Linked DNA regions of Mus musculus: regions 1 and 2 are each linked to region 3. The links are chromatin contacts, called in public HiChIP or PLAC-seq and promoter capture Hi-C maps. All regions are on one chromosome and are shown on one strand. The core of a region is the stretch at or near the end of the contact, and the rest is flanking DNA. Distances in the headings are between cores, read along the strand shown. Region 1 holds the start of Lpcat2 (lysophosphatidylcholine acyltransferase 2). Region 2 has its middle 100 kb from the start of Irx5. Region 3 holds the start of Irx6 (Iroquois homeobox 6).

What was found. HiChIP or PLAC-seq counts read pairs in DNA pulled down with a chosen protein or histone mark. Capture Hi-C pulls out chosen DNA fragments and counts their contacts.
Region 1: a contact with region 3 is called in a promoter capture Hi-C map of pancreatic islet. The contact joins the promoter of Lpcat2 here to the promoter of Irx6 in region 3.
Region 2: an H3K4me3 HiChIP or PLAC-seq map of craniofacial prominence shows a contact between it and region 3, with 3 times the contacts expected there. The contact joins the enhancer-like site here to the promoter of Irx6 in region 3. A contact is called at or near these places in 3 of 39 promoter capture datasets (embryonic stem cells, maxillary cranial neural crest and second pharyngeal arch cranial neural crest), 8 of 484 Hi-C or Micro-C datasets (all in embryonic stem cells) and 6 of 115 datasets of contacts at active chromatin or transcription factors (craniofacial prominence, embryonic hindbrain, embryonic limb bud and 3 more).

What each region holds. Positions count from the first base shown.
Region 1 is chr8:92,853,400-92,856,818 of GRCm38.p6, reverse strand. It overlaps Lpcat2 (lysophosphatidylcholine acyltransferase 2), which reads right to left and starts at 1,486. Exons shown (of 14, transcript NM_173014.2): 1 at 1,194-1,486. The coding sequence starts at 1,364. It overlaps Gm45472 (a long non-coding RNA gene), which reads left to right and starts at 1,401. Exons shown (of 2, transcript XR_003947583.1): 1 at 1,401-1,595; 2 at 2,852-3,419. Mmp2 (matrix metallopeptidase 2) reads right to left here. Exons shown (of 13, transcript NM_008610.3): 13 at 3,398-3,419.
Region 2 is chr8:92,458,596-92,462,218 of GRCm38.p6, reverse strand. No RefSeq gene overlaps it. Among named protein-coding and RNA genes, the nearest start is that of Irx5, 100 kb to the right of the region's middle. Within about 2 kb of position 1,603, at least 49 of the 459 cell types and tissues checked have an H3K27ac peak or open chromatin away from gene starts, as enhancers often do. A contact at or near this core is called in craniofacial prominence and neural tube, where this site is marked.
Region 3 is chr8:92,672,687-92,676,353 of GRCm38.p6, reverse strand. It overlaps Irx6 (Iroquois homeobox 6), which reads right to left and starts at 2,065. Exons shown (of 6, transcript NM_022428.3): 1 at 1,275-2,065; 2 at 52-300. The coding sequence starts at 1,319.

The sequences.
Region 1 (3,419 bases), core at 237-2,736, 180 kb before region 3:
CACATCTTTTATCTTCCTCTCTCATACCTATCTTCAACCAGATCCCCGTCGTTAACTCTAACCACCACCCTCTACCACCAACCCTGCTCCCAACACACACACACACACACACACACAGAGCTCTGTGCTTAACATGCTTCCTCCAGAGGGGTCACAAATCTTAAAGCTGTATATAGAAACAATGCTAAATACTACTTCAGTGCAAAATCGCAAAAATTCTGAGACGTACAGGGAGACATTAACCCTTCTCCCCCTGCAGACAAGACAACCGCTGTTTTCACCCATCTTTCTCTTTCTCAAGTCACTAACCTCATCAAAGAGGAAGTCAAAAAGTGAACTCACTGATGCCAAAAAGCTGTCTTTTCCGAGATAAAGACAACTTCCTTTGTGGCCATTTCTAACAGCTATGTCTCATGTCATCTTTGAATCTAGAAAAGATGCTGTGTAAAAGCCCACTCAAAAACACTCTCAAATGCCTTCATGGGTCTCCCAGATTTCTCTTTGCTTTGCTTCCGACTCACAGCCTGGCTGTTCCTGGGCAGTTTGTCACTAGAGCCTTCCCTATGGTTCCAAGGACAGAGCAGGGATCTCTGCCTCCTCTCTTACTCTCCTCGGCTCTAACTGGCTCCCCTTTTTACAGAAGGCATATAAAAGAGAGTACCATGAAACCCTCTCTCATATGGTAGCTCTCAACCCGCTGCTTCCACAAACTCGAGCCAAAGCTCCTACCCCATCCCGCCCCTTCTCAGGCATACCTTCTCTGCATCTTCTCACTTTTGTGTACCTTGGGTCATCCCATCCCCCAGTGTCCTCACTTCTCACATCCTCCTGTTTGGCCATCATGACCCTTTCCAGTCGGATCCGGATCCACAGATCTTTCTTCCGCAGATCCTTTCCCTTACCAGACTCCACACTCAGCCAGCCTCCCCCTTCAGACTATCTACTCAGATGCCTCCCCCGTCAGATTTCCAATTCTTCAGGCAAACTCCTAGTCACACCCACTGTGATCTCCTCTGACACTCTTCGGATTCGCGATCCTCTCAGACGCCTCCTCCATCAGACCAGCTATTCCCTCAAATACCTCTCAAGTCCTGATCCCCTCAAGACTGATCCTCCTCCGACCAGATGCCCTCACCCCGAGCCTCCTCCATCGCACCACATTGCCTTAACCTGAGCGCGCGCCTTGCCTTTACCTGCAGCCTTCGGGAGGCACTGATCGTAGTCTGCTGGACGAAGGGGTTGGGCACCGGCGGCGGGAAGAAGGACGCCTGGCGAGGTACCATGGGTGGCCGCAGCCCGGCGTCCCCGACGCCCGAACCCGGGACCGTAGCCGCCACAGCGGCCGCCTCGGCGCATCGGTTCATGATGGATCCAGGTGCCCGACCCGAGCAAAGCGGGGACCCGAAGAGAGCGGCCGAATTCACAGTCCCAACCTCAGAACCAGAGACTCCCAGCCCCAGGCGCCGCTCCCGGCTTCTGCGCAGGCGCCAGAGTCACCTAGCCACTAGCTGCCCCGCCCTCCGGGACGCACCCCGGGCTCTGGCCCCGCCCCCTAGGAACCTGCTTTTGGAACACACCTCTTGGATCCCAATCTAGTAAGTAAACTTATAAATCCAGGGTGGGTTTTGTTTATCTGTGCTCGATTTCCGGCGTGTTTCGTTTCCTGGGTAAACCTATTTCATTTGGGGGTGTTTGTAGGTTAGAAAGAAAGCGAGCTAAAACAGTAATTAGCAGCAGGAGCAGACAACATCCCACTCAAAACCTAGATTAACATGGAGATGGCTGTCTTTCACAGTAATTATTTGTATAGAAAAGGCAAAAGCAACTGGCTTCTACTGTAGATGAGGAACCTGACCCAGAAAAGGGAAATGTTTGACGACACACTGAGGAAGTATGAGGCTGTCTGAACCTGTAGGAGAGGGTAGGGAGAGTCCAGGGTTGCCCAGGGCCTTGGTCATTTGCTAGTTGGTAGAACTCTGCCTAGCTGCAGTTGAAGAATGGAGAGACAGTGAACCAGTCATCCCTGGCTACCTCTCCTCCCAGCAGGCAGTGGAGGACAGGGAGAATGAGACGTACCATCCAGGCTCTAAGACAGCTGCGTGTCCAAATTTAGCCACTATGATATCCCCAAATCTTCCTGCTGCATCAGGTAGTTGTGAGTCTTGGGCTACTGACTTGAACTTCTCTGAGTTAGTTGCCTCCTCTAGGAGTGAGAGGGTAACTGCTACCTCACAGGGCTGTACAGTAAGGATGAAATAACGCAGTGTAATGCACAGAGCAAAGCACTGAGGAGATGGTAAAGTGGGGAACAACTGAATTCCCTCTGGATGTGTAACAGAGAATCTTAAAAACAGCGATAGGTCTCTGCCTAGAGACTCTTGGAATAGCCTGTGTCTTGCAAGAAGGAGCTTCAAGAATCAGAACTAGTAGGCGAGACACAGGAAAAAAGGTGATTTCGGGCCCACTGAGATCTCTCCCAGGAATAGGGTCTATTCCTCACTCCACTACCTCTAGTCCTACCAGGGAAGACCCAAAGTGATAGACTCCCAACCTATCCGATCTAGCAGAGACTTCTGAAACACACACACAGTAGCTTTTGGAATTCATTGACAAATCACTACATGGGAGGTCGGGGGAGGGGGAGGACTAGAGGTAGAAGAAGCTCCCACATTTATTGTGGCTATGTTTAGAAAGCAGGCACATCATCCCCTCAAAATGTGTTTCCTTGGGGAGGTTTTAGGGGTGACGGAAGCTGCTGCTGCTGCTGTCTGCGGTCTGTGGTGGCAGCTGCGGCAACTCTGGGTTTATGTTCTTCATCATTTGGCCCCAGCTCAAATTTTGTTTCTAACAGCCGACTCTCTGATCCCGACCAACCACTTTCCTCTGGGCCCTGCTGCCTCTCCTCGGGAAGTCTGTCCAGGTGATCCTTTAATGGCTCTTAGAAGAGGAGCAGGTGTGGCTGCTGGGGCTGTCTTTCTCGGAAACTGAACTGCTATTTGGAAAAGGCAAAAGCAGCTGGCTCCCACCGGGGATGAGGAACCGGACCCACAGAAGAGACGTGATTGACGCAATCGTTAGGATCCGCTCTCAGTGTAAAAGAAACAAATGGTTAAAGGGAAAGTAAACCTCCAACAGACCCCATACCTACAGCAAGGGAATTGCTGCTGCGTGCGTCCCAGTTCTTCCTCAAGAAGACCAAAACGACCTCTGTGTCTAGGCTTTTCCCAGTGTAGATCAGGCACATAAGCCTACTCACTCTGGAGTTCTTAGTTTAGCACCTCTGACCTTTCCAGCATGCATCCTCTGTGCCTTACATTGAGCAGAGATTTGTTTTTTTAAGCACACCCCCACTACCCCCACCGCTGGCCGCTGTGAACTGCTAAAACAGAGCCAAACACTGTCACTCAATGGGTGTCTTT
Region 2 (3,623 bases), core at 354-2,853, 210 kb after region 3:
GAGGTCCAGCTTGGTGAAACAATGGGTTTGTTGGGATCATTTACAGGAGGAGCAGCGGAGACTCAAGGGCAGCTGTGCCACAGCAAAATTCCTCAGTTTACATCCAGCCACTTACATCAGCCACATACTGAAGAGCCCACCCCAACTATCTACCTCTTCTATAGCCATGGATGGGGTGGAGGGGCAGTGATCTGAGTCTCCTCTCTCCAAGAGGGGGCATTCATGGACCAGAATTCATGAAGTTCTCCAGTGTGTTACCACAGCTGTATTGATTCAATATGGTGGCAGTTATACCAAACCAAAGAACCCTACTACTGCACACAGGTCATTCTGAGTGGTCTTTTTACACACACACACACACACACACACAATGGCTTCAACGCTTAAGGGAATGAATCTGGCTCTGCACCCAGCTATGGTGTCCACTCTCCAGTCCCCAACCCACCAGGACAGATGAACAGCTATTGGGGATTCGTCTGCACCAGGCGCTGTGGAAGGGAGAAGTGGGGCTGCCCTACCTTCTGTATGACAGAGAAGCCCTTCAGAAAAGTGACAAGATTTGCTCAGGTTCTGTTCTAGGGGTCCTGCCTTGAACACAGCTTGGGCCACACTTCAAAACACAAAAGCCTTGTTAACTTGTCATCTTGTCACCCAGGGGAATCCCTCAGGAAACCTCCCAAATGGGCACCTTCCTCTATCACCAGCAATTTTGGAACCACTGCCCCATCTCCCGACCCCCGACCCCTGACTCCCACCCCCTCCGTCATCGTGTGAATTTCAGGTCTGATAGGATCCTGGGAATGTGGCCACTTCCTCCCAATGACAAAACAGATGCCTTGAGTCCTGAGACCTGGATGCCCATACAGAGGACCTGAGATGATTCAGTCACCCTAGTCCCACACCGGGAGTTTGAGTACTTAGTAGTATTCCAAACAGTTACTGGGTGGCTTTCAACTAACCAGCGGAAGGTACACCCCAGGCCCCTCTTGCTAGCTCTTCCTCCTGTTCTTGTTCGCAAGCTGTTGCCCCTGAATGGTTTAAAGACTAAACACTGGCATACAGTAGGCATCCCCCAAAATGCCTTCTTTTCCTTGCTGGTAGTCCAGAGGGACCCCTCTTCGCTGTCACTGGGAGAGTCCCGGGAAGAGCCAGCCGGTTCCTTACTCGGATCAGCCTAGCGCGTTTGAAAACTTCCAAGGCAGGAAAACTTTGTGGTCGCGGGACGGCTGCGCCTCGCCACCGGCTTGAAAGGCCCCGCGCGGTCCCCCGCGACCGCGGCGCGCTGCATAGCGTCGCCCGCAGGAGCGGCGGGAGCCGGGTGCCGTGCTAATGGGGCCAGCGGCGGAGCCGGGGACGCCATGAAAGGCGCGCGCGCAAACGCGGGCTCTTGTTGCGGGAAGAAGGGCCAAGCCTGGCTTTCCGCAGCCGCTTTGAGAGCAGCAGCGCTGGGATTTCATGGCACGGCTTCGGCGGGAAAATCAATCAGCGGGGCTGCCGTTTGGAGAGGCAGCAAGAAAGGCCACTAACGAGGCCAGATTGTAACAGTTCTGCGAGCAGCCACAGTGCTCACCTTACACGGCGGCCGCGCGCTGGTAAATAATAAATCACAGCGGCCGGCGGGCGGCGGCGGCGCGGGCAGCCCGCGCGTTTGACTGCAAAGCAGCGGCGCATCAATTATTCACCGCGCCAGATAAAACGCGGCTGCGGCCGGGCGAGCAGGTGCCCGCGCCCAAAGCGGCCTTTTGATGGCCGCGGGCCGGGCCGGGCGGCAGTGGGGCTGGGGGCGCGCAGAGCGCTGCGGGATCGGAGCGGTGCGCTCCCGCGGCGCGCTTTGCACAATCCCGGGCTGGGAGCAATTACAGCCGGACCGCCGGGCTGGGGAGAGGGAACGCGTGTGCGCGTGCCCGGGAGCGCCTCCCACGCCCAAGGTGGTGAAGTGTAAGAGCAAGCTTGTTGAATAGCTGACCTAGGCATTTGTGCGTGCACGCCTGTGGGGAGTGCCTGTTGGTTGCACAAGCACAATGGTTATGTTTTGGGTGTCAGACGGTGGCCTCGTGCCTATGAACTCTGTTATCAGTAAGTTTGCAGGTGTACACACTAGCTGTATCCATCCATTTGTCTGTGGGAGATGTGTGTGCCAGGGTACAGATGAATATGCCTGGTAACCTCCACCCTTTCCTGTGCATTACTATATGGGGCATTTGTTCATGCATGGAGTTGGATTTATGTGGACACACATTTGTGTCCCTGTGAGCTCGTATGTGGTATGCATGTGGATGGTGAGCATGTAGTTTTATCTTCCCATATGCATGTAGACACACTCAGAGTAATACATACATACAGAGTTTGCAGCTAGGTGAGGTGTTTATGCATACATACAGTGTGTGTGTGTGTGTGTGTGTGTGTGTGTGTGTGTGTGTGTGTGTGTGTGCACGATGTGTGCAATGGACTCATAAAGGCCATAATTGTCCAAGTGTGGATATGCATGTGAATACATGTGGTTATGCATATGTGTGTGCACAGTCAAATATGTGTAGGCATGCATCCATGACTTTGAAGTTTGAACACCACGGGTATGTATATGTATGCTTGGATAATTATGCATGCATGTGCAAAGAAATAAGCAAAGGAGGGATTGAAATTATTAAACCTCAAACTCAGAGGTAGAGCCTCTAGGCCCAGGGCTCAGAGTCCTCCAGAGGGCTGGTGCTTGCCCAATGGAGGTGCTTCACCAGGCAAGGAATGTAGCACTCGGAGGGTACTGCATCTGAAGTAGGTAGTTCTGAAGGAGTACGGGGTGGGGGTGGGGGGTGTTATTCTACAAGAATTTGGAAAACTGCAAACCCGGTTCAGTCTCTGGTGCCCAAGGGGAAGAGCAGTGAGATTCATCTTCTCTGAGTCTGTCTTCAGGAGTAGATGCGCAGCTAAGGGACCCACACTTCACCTTCAGCAGAGCACCCTGACAGCAGCCAGCAATGGAGGGTACCTGCCATGTGATTTTTTTTTAGCTTCCACAGAGGATCAAAACAACTGAGTGTCTACCCAGCTCAGAGCTATTTGCAGATATAAAAACAGGCGCCCTTCTCTTCCCCTAGAAACAAAATGTGTTCCTGACTAACAGTGTGTGTGTCACCAGAGATGATGAGCGTGCTCACTGCAGGGATGGTGGGTTTTCCCCCAGAGGAGTCCCTGCTGTAGGTAGCAGACAGGGAGGACATCTCTGAGGCTGGAAGATGGCCTCTGCTCCTTAGAGACAGACCCACAGTTCTGGAAGCAGCCAGGACTCCTGGTTCCATGTGTTTTGTGAAAAAGTACAGACTAGGAGTTCTCAGGTTTGTCACTAGTCAGAGGAACTGCCCACCTCCAGTAAGAGCCCAGAGGAGTGTGTACAAGGCACATTCCTTGCTGCTGTGATGGAAAGAGCTGCCAGAGGCAGTTTAATGGAGAACGGGTTTATTTTCGTTCACAGGTTGATGCTATTGGGTTGGGAAAGGCATGGGAGCTGATGGGGCTTGAGCCAAGAGGAAGCAAGATGAAATGTAGACAGCTGTTTAGCTCTCATTCTCTTCGGGAAGTCCAGGACTTCATCCATGCAGCAATACCGCTCACAGTAAGACCTGTTC
Region 3 (3,667 bases), core at 816-3,315:
CCCAAGTCCCAATATTCGCCAAAGAGTCCCAGGCCCCATTCCATTACTTACCAGTGCGCCACACAGTGTGGGTGGCTCTGGGCCATAGGTCAGGTACCCAGGGTAACTCTGGGCAGCTGCATAGGGTGCTCCATAGATGCCCAAGGCAGCTCCCAGCTCTGGCCGAGCACTGCCCAGCAGCCGACTGTCATAGGGTGTACAGCAAAGAGTAGAGGCAGAGGTGGAGGCTGAGGCCACATCTGACACTGGCCGAGGGGCCGTTTCGCAGCAAGTGGCACTGGAACTTGCAGACACCAGAAACTACAAGAACAGGAAAGGAGTCAGTCATTAAAAGTTTAAAATCTAGAGGGTCCATCGACTGGCTGCAGCCAGAGGAGATTATGCAAGGAAGCTGCCTGATGCCTTTATTCCTTGTTCTACTAACCAAATACCACCAGGTGCAGAATCTCCCTGCTGAGCACTGGCATAGGGATTTCTCGATGACAATTTACCCAAATTGCTCTTATAGATGCCCCCAGGACATTGCTAGGGCTCCGCAGTCCTGGGGAACTTTGGAAATAAGACCAAATCCTTGTCTCTCCCCCTTCTGGGATTCTACAAAGGCAGAATTAAAAGTTAGCCTTCAAGACCATCACCAACATGTCATTCCTGTCCCCACTGTACTAAAAGGGAATCCACTCACGGTCAGAGTAGACCGGTCCAGGATCCCACAGCAGGTCAAAGGTCAACCTGACACTGAGTGCCAAGAGGGGTGTGTGTGTGTGTGTGTGTGTGTGTGTGTGTGTGTGTGTGTGTGTGTGACTATTTTGGAGATAATGGAGAACAGTGATGGGCATTCTCAGACTTCTCCAAGGAAAGCCTCACCACTGCACAACGCCCTGGTTTGGAAACTGGAGGGAAGCTGAAGTAGAGAGCTTAGAAAAGAGTGGGATTTGGGATCGGAGCAGAGGTCAACAAATGAGCAGTGCAGTGCCAATGCGCTGAAGTCCTTTTGTTTTCTCCTGAGAGTACCCTGGCCACCGAATCTGTCCAAGGGTAACCCTGACTACAAGTTCCCTCAGATCCCACCCACCTCGCACACAGAGTGCGTTTCAGGTGGCACTCAAAGAGTGAAAGCTCTCAGACTGGCATCAGGATGTCAGCGGGTGCTGTGGCACATTTCCCGGTCCGTGCTCTTTCTGACTTCCCTTGGGTCAAGGAGAAGAGGAAGCTCGGGGATTACTGGGCATCCCTCTAGCCTGCCTCTGCCACCCCCACCCCCTAACTCTACTCACCTGGGATGTGCTGCCATACGGGTGTCCAAAAGGTGAAAAGGCCATAGCAGGGCGTCTTCAGGGACTTGAGTCCCTCTTTCCTTTCGAGTCCCTTGCTCAGCTCTGTGATTCGATGACCCCAGCAGCGCAGCGCAGCGTCTGGTTTTCTTACAGGGCTGCAGGAGCTGGCCGCCAGTTCGTTGGCAGGAGGGGAGAGACGGGAGGCAGAATCAAAGGCAGAGGGGCTGCCGAGTTCTGCGATTGGTAAGGCACCCCTACGGCCTGTGGGTTCCAGAAGGCAGAGGGGCCCATGGATCGGCGGCAGAATTAGGAAGAAGGAGTAGGGTGCCAAAGGCGCGCAGGGGCAAGGTGAGGTACAGCGCAGCGTCGGGCTGTGAGGTTCCCGAGGTGTCCCAGTCCAAGGTGGCCAGAGGCTCAACGTGACGTCACGGTAATCCCCGGCCGCCAGAGGGGACCGCGGGCCCCGGGGCCCCGGGCCACCGAGTGTGCCAAGGGCAGCCAGCCCGTGTACATGCACGCACTCTCGGATACACTCGTTCTTGCTCTGCGAGGTTTGTGCAACGGGCGAGAAACGTCAAAGACCCTGACCCTCGACTCGCCGCTAGATCCTACCCTCTTTCGCCTGCAGCTCACGCGCGCGCGCGCACACAGACCCTCTCCAAATTCCCCGGGAGAAGTGGGAAATACGCCTCCCGGCGAGCCGTGCGGGCCCAGGGTGCAGCGTGCTCGCCTCCTCCCCTGCGGCCCCCGAGGAGGCAAGAGGCAAGCGGGGCGGCGAGGGAGGAGAGAATACAAAAGAAGAGCCCAGAGGAAACTGGGGGAGGCAGGCAAGGGGGGAGAAAAAGGAGGGAGAGGAGAGCTGAGGAGTCTGATGGCGGGGGTGGGGGGTGGGGGGAGTGGGGTGGGCGAGGGCTGGGAGGAGGCAGAGCCGGAGCAGGTGGAGGAGAGCAGGGGCTCGCAGGACCAGCCTCCAACTACAACCCATCTCCGCCTCTCCTCTGCATCAAAGTTTGTTGGCCCCTCCGTCCCGGGAGCTCTTAGGGTTGGACCAGCTCCAGCAGCTTTGATCAAGCCCCCCGGGCAGCCCATCTGTGTCCTTGGGGATGTGGCTTGGGTCTCAGTTTCCCCAAATCGTTGGCTAATCCCAGCCCTGGCCAGGTCCTTGACCTCTTGGGCGTCTCTGCAGAGGTCTGGCCCTGGGCTAGACCGACGAGCGCCCCCTCCAGATCGAGGTGCAGCCTCTGTAAGAGAGCTCCCATACACGCACCAAGTCTGATCCCTTGCATCTGTAGGCTGCCAGCCAAGAGTCTGGGCCATCTCCGCCAGAGGCCAGGCTTGGCTCCTTCCCGAGTGCCGCCAGCGGTGTCCGCCCCAAGCCCGAAAGCGGGGCGAAGGCTTCACGGCCCCAGGGCTACCTCTGCACTCCTCTTGGGGTGGCGCTGGCGAGCCGTAGAGGAGAGCTCCGGAGGGAGTAGCGCCAGGGACACTCAGCTGGGCCCAATGGTGTAATAAACTCCTTCGCTGGCTTTTCAAAAAAAAGCACCGATGCCTCTGGAAACAGGGGGTTGCTTGCAAGACTTCCGGACAGGGGTGGCCAGTTAGCAAGTGCTATAGATTTTGCACACTTACAGGCTGACACCATTCCGAAGACATGTCTAAGGATCAGGAGGGGCTTGCAGACTGGCGATGAAAGGTCTTAGGTGGCGCTGCTGCGGCACCAGGTGGGGTTTGCAATTCAGAAAGCCTTACCTTTCAGTCGCCCTGTCACAGCGCTAGTGCACTTGACAGGTCTTGGACGGTCCTAGATCTTTACTATACCTCCTCTAGGGGTTCCGGAGTTTGTTCAGGGACAATGTTTTATTTTTCTATTGAAACTCGAGACGGTGTGATCCAGGGGATACTGAGAGCTCTCAGTTCTTGCCAGGAGAAAGAGGCAAGGTTGGGGGCCCAGGCAGGAAGTCCCTCCACAAGTTTGCCTCTGGCCTCTGACTTGGCAAGCCACACCCAGTGACCTCTTTAGAATGGCACTCTAGGCTCAGCATCTGCTCACCTCTCACAGTTTATGTTTAATAGACAAGGAGCTTAAAGAGGGCACAAACCACAGATGAGTCTACAAATCCAGCTGCTGCCACAGGCCATGGTTACCTTGGTGAAACCTTGCTTTTAAACTGGGAGCGTCCTTGTAAGAAAAAGAATTATAGTCGTTGCCAGATTGACGTAGTGGTAAAAAGTCACGGTAATAAATAGATCCCTTGATTTCTCAAAACCCACTTTGGAGCAATCACCCCCTTATAGCTTGGATGTTGCTAAGCTCTCTCCCTCTTTTTTAAAGTGGGAATTGGAAAGGATTCATTAAGTTAGTCCCTTGGGAAAGATTACTACTAATTAATTAA